Linked DNA regions of Arabidopsis thaliana: region 1 is linked to region 2. The links are chromatin contacts, called in public capture Hi-C maps. All regions are on one chromosome and are shown on one strand. The core of a region is the stretch at or near the end of the contact, and the rest is flanking DNA. Distances in the headings are between cores, read along the strand shown. Region 1 holds the start of TPPD (Haloacid dehalogenase-like hydrolase (HAD) superfamily protein). Region 2 holds the start of AT1G35710 (kinase family with leucine-rich repeat domain-containing protein).

Region 1 (2,700 bases), core at 120-2,619, 140 kb after region 2:
ACTTTTTTGACTATGAAGAAAATATTTGTAATCTTGATTTATTTTCTTACCTTTTGATCAACACAACGGTAATGTACGGAGACACAAAACTTGTTGTTCTCGACGTTTGCTCCTTCTATGTCTCTCATTTTCTCTACTAGACACTTAGAGACCTGATTAAGAGATTCGTATTTTTTTCCTTAGTTAGAGACCAATATGTTGTTATACTAAGTAGCTTGAATTTGACGCATAGATTATAAATATAGAAATAGAAAAAGGTAGGAGACCTTGTCAATCATAGGCAAAAACTCATTCGCCGCTTGGAAAAGAACTCCTTTATTGTTCTATATTGTTCCAAAAAACATTAAGCCCTTGTTAGTCTCTTTATGAATCAACATACTTTAATATATAAGGTTTTATGATTATACCTTGTTATGTTTGTTTCTTTTGGAAGGTCCTTTGATGTCCATTCCATGGCTACCTGCATAGTAAAGTCCGGGAAGTTTCACAAATCTACGAACCTACCAAATATAAAAACGAAAAAAAACACGTTAGTTATGTCTTTTTATAACCAAAAAGATCCTAAACCGAAACAAATGTTTTATTCAAATATTAAAACGTACCTTATCACGGCATCTTCCAGTGACAATCGCGGTCGGGAAATATCTAGCCACGCCTTTCACTGCCTCTCTCATCTGAGAATCAAAAGTTGTCAGAAAACCAAAAAAAAACTAAAACAAGGGAATGAAGAAGTAAGAAGGGAAGCAAACCTCTTCAGACATGTAAGCTCGATCAGGGTTTTCAACAATGGGGGATAATGTACCGTCATAGTCGAGAAACATCACGATTTGTTTCCCTTTTGAAGCTTCAGCTATCTCTTCAAACATGGTTAAAGCTGACGGGTGTTGAGCCATCCAAGAAGAGTATTCATCCTCCTCATCGGACTCCGGGAGGGGAGATATGTTCCCCGGTCGGGTACGGGTTGGGGAAGAAGCCCTCATGGCTTCGATCCAAGTGTGGATACGGGTTTGACTCGGGTCGGCCTCTAGCTTCTGCACGAGTTTCTTCCGGGGAATGCTGATGTATCGGCCACCTCCGGGAGAAAACAGAGATTGGTTTGGAACTCTAACCGCAACTCCGATGCTGCCTTTAGCATCAGAGATTAAGGCATTATGGTTTGTCATTAGGGGCTTAGGAAAAAAAAGAAAGAGCAGATGTTATGAAACAGAGGAGAGGGGTTTGGTGTGAGAAAGACAAGTTGTCAAGTCTTAATACATGTGATGATAATAGACTAAATGTGTGGTCAATTTATAAACTTCCTCTCAAAGAGTAAAGAGCTTCCTCCACATCATTCCATTTTTTTATTATTATTCCTAGTTTTTTTTTTTTTGGGTCGCATATTCCTAATTTTTAAGTTGATGTAGATACAAATTTGCAAGTTAGAGGATTTTGGTCCATTAATTAGTAAATATTTGACAATATTTGTAGCAGACTTATAAAGTTTAATAAGTTGTCAACAAATGTGTAGTATTTAACTCAAAATTCAAATTCAAATTCGACAACACTGAGATAATATAATTTTCATGTCGCGTGTTTTTTTTTTATTAAAAGAAAAACTAATCATGTAAGTCTATGGTGAAATAAAGAATTTTATTATGAAAATACAAATTGAGCAAAACCTTGTATCGAAAATTTGATCTCTTTAGTCTCAACAAATTCTGGATTTTCCTAAACCTATATTCTTCGGTGTTATTCTGTTGTTTCTTTGTGTATATATTAGTGTTATTTTGAGGTTTCGATTGAATTGAGGTGATAGTATATAATAATATAAATGAGTGATTTGCCAAAGTGGTAGCTTTTAGTGCAAGTTGCGTTCTCTCGGTATTCTCTTCTTTTCTTCGCTAAAATATAGTTTAATTGTTATGGTTAGAGAACTTAAGAAAATAATTTTATTATATAAACTATCGTTTTCCAAGTTAATAATTTATAGGATTATGTTATGTATCAAATCTATTGTTCAGATATTGATTTGTATTAAAAATATTTACTATTTTAAAAATAATTAGAAAAGCTAAAAAAAAGAAATATAAATATTTAATTAACTTTAATTTTCAAAACTAAACATAATATAAAATGACGTGTTCAGTCTATTGTTTACAAGTTGACATGTGTTAAAAAATATTTTTTTCTTAAATAAATAGGAAAACTGAAAAAGTAACATATATATCTAATAAATTTAAATTTTTAATTTTCAAAACTAAAAAGGAAAATTAAAATCTAAGATGGACTTTTTAGAATTAAATTGTATTTTATTATAATCAAATTATATTTGAATTTAATACAATGAAATTAAATTGTATTTGTATTATGTTAAAGTAGATATTTAAATTGTAAGATTAAAATTTGGATTTAAGAAAATACTAAATTAAATATTAAAAAGTGTATGAATTACTATTTAAAATTTAAATATCATCAATAAGATGAAGCGTATAAAATGAAAATACAGTTTATTATGCAGAAATAGATAGTTAAAATGTATAGAAAAATCGAATGTATATGATTGAAATTTTATTTAATACAAAAATTACTAAATTAAATATTAGAAAAAATGTGTGGATCATTATTAACTTTTCAAATTTTAAATATTATCGATAAAAATTTAAAATTTTATTTTACACCTACCTATTTAGACGAGTTTTATCTAATATTTTTATAAACCAG
Region 2 (2,700 bases), core at 73-2,572:
TTTACTTGCATATCATTGATGTCTCAAAGTCAATAAAATCATTACTTGCATATCACTGATTGCTAATCAATGTATATGATTCACGTATATGTCTCAAAGTCAATAAAATCATGTCTCAAAGAATATGATTCACGTATTCTCTTGTAGCATTTACTTGTTGTATCTTTAATATGATTCTTCGTTGTTGTTGTTGTTGAATGAATTTAGGCAAGAATTGGAAGGAGCTTATTGATGTATAAGACTCTGTTTTAAACACTTACTTATCTTTGTTAAGGCTCTGTTTTAAACACTTATTTATCTTTGTTAAGGGTCTGTTTTAAGGAGCTTATTGATGTATAAGACTATGTTTTAAAAATGTTATGGATGTAACTATATTTAAATTACATTTCTTTGATTCAAAATATAATTATACAAATTTATAAAAATAAAATAAGAATTCAGTTAAAACTAACGCAGCGGTGACGAAACGAACATAGACACTTGCGGCAGCGACAGCGGCATGAAAACGAACATGCACACAAGTTGCGTCAGCGGCAGCGGTAATGGCTGCAGTAGTGGCGACGAAACGAACAATAATCTGCAGTAGAGTTTGCCGCCGCCGCTACCGTCTGCGGTGGTGAAACGAACAGACTAATATATAAAAACATATACTAAGCAAAAAACAAACTTTTGGATACAACTACATTAGATTTCTTTACTTCCGTGAAACATGAGCCAAGCAAATTCTGGGAAAAAAAAAAATATTAACAGTTAGGCCATGTTCGTTTTCCTACAACATACATTGTTTGTTTGTCTGTCAGTGGATTCAGCGACCAGTTACAGCGACAATCGTTAATAATTGTCGTTGTGTTGTTCGTTTGACTGTCGCTCTAGACAGTCGCTATATGTTTAAAAAATTTAATTATTTTTTGTGCTAATTTATATTTTAAAATAAAATTGTAATTTATATATATATCTGAAAAAATATAAATTAATATATTTATTTACTTTAGTTTTATCAAATTTAATTTGACTACAATTAATTTACGTTATTTGAATTTAATTTATTTTAATTTAATTTAATAAGAATTAGTTTAATTTAACTAGAACTCAAACCCATCGTGATATCGCAAAGAAAAATATTATAAATTTGTTTATATGATAATTTCTTTAAAACAAATATAACTCAAAATGATGCATATTATAAATTTTTGTAGTTATAGAAAAGTATATATATAACTAACCGGAAAAAAATAAAAGTAAATATTTTGACAGAAAATTACAATATATGAAGTTGCAATAAAAGACACAAGCGAGAAAAAATAACCGTCAATATTTTGTTACGGAAAGTTGCGATTAAAAGACACAACTGTTAAGAATATAAAAGACATTTCTTTAAGTTTAATTTAATTGTTTTTAATTGTTTTTAATTGTTTTTTAATTTATATTTTTTTATCGCTAAGTTGTTCGTTTTCATGTCGCTAGATTCAACCCAAATCTTCTTGACCAATATTATCCACTCACTGGTATCATCCAAAACACAATGACTTCCAAAACACAACGACCAATACTCATTCACTCAACAGAAAATTCAAAGAAGAACCCGTAAGCACTTTTCTATGTAACTTCACAAAAGGTAAACGCCAAAATAAGTAATTCGAACCCACGGCGGGGTTAGCCCTTCATTATCAAGGAGACGACTCCAAGTCAATCACTGAGTGCACATGAGGATTATTAAATAGCCAGAACTTGGATAGCTTTATCTAACACCAAGAGAGAAAGATAAGAGAGAGGGAGTGAGAGTAAGTAAGAATGGGTTTTGCAGAGAAGAATCTTTATGATTTTCGTTTTCTTTTGTTCATTTCCATTATTTTGAGCTGTTCCATTTCAGCTTCTGCAACTATCGCAGAAGCAAATGCTCTTCTGAAATGGAAATCCACTTTCACGAACTCATCAAAACTGTCTTCATGGGTCCATGATGCAAACACCAATACTAGCTTTTCCTGCACCAGTTGGTATGGTGTTTCTTGCAACTCACGAGGGAGTATCGAAGAGTTAAACCTCACTAACACTGGTATAGAAGGTACTTTCCAAGATTTCCCCTTCATTTCTCTCTCAAACCTTGCTTACGTAGATCTTAGCATGAACCTTTTATCTGGAACCATCCCTCCTCAATTCGGAAACCTCTCTAAACTCATCTACTTTGACCTCTCCACAAATCACTTAACCGGAGAAATCTCTCCTTCCTTAGGAAATCTCAAGAACTTGACGGTACTTTATCTTCACCAAAACTATCTAACTAGTGTCATTCCCTCGGAACTAGGCAACATGGAATCCATGACAGATTTAGCGCTAAGTCAGAACAAACTTACCGGTTCAATTCCTTCTTCCTTAGGAAATCTCAAGAACTTGATGGTTCTTTATCTTTACGAGAACTATCTAACTGGTGTCATTCCCCCGGAACTAGGTAACATGGAATCCATGACAGATTTAGCTTTAAGTCAGAACAAACTTACCGGTTCAATTCCTTCTACCTTAGGAAATCTCAAGAACTTGATGGTTCTTTATCTTTACGAGAACTATCTAACTGGTGTCATTCCCCCAGAAATAGGCAACATGGAATCCATGACAAATTTAGCGCTAAGTCAGAACAAACTTACTGGTTCAATTCCTTCTTCCTTAGGTAATCTCAAGAACTTGACGCTTCTTTCTCTTTTCCAG

The links. Capture Hi-C pulls out chosen DNA fragments and counts their contacts.
Region 1: a contact with region 2 is called in a capture Hi-C map of seedling, with 2.2 times the contacts expected there. A contact is called at or near these places in 1 of 26 Hi-C or Micro-C datasets (callus) and 1 of 3 other capture datasets (seedling).

The regions. Positions count from the first base shown.
Region 1 is chr1:13,363,803-13,366,502 of TAIR10.1, forward strand. TPPD (Haloacid dehalogenase-like hydrolase (HAD) superfamily protein) reads right to left here and starts at 1,370. Exons shown (of 8, transcript NM_103289.5): 1 at 750-1,370; 2 at 603-674; 3 at 408-500; 4 at 267-323; 5 at 51-152. The coding sequence starts at 1,163.
Region 2 is chr1:13,219,149-13,221,848 of TAIR10.1, forward strand. AT1G35710 (kinase family with leucine-rich repeat domain-containing protein) reads left to right here and starts at 1,323. Exons shown (of 2, transcript NM_103273.2): 1 at 1,323-2,700. The coding sequence starts at 1,792. It also overlaps AT1G09225.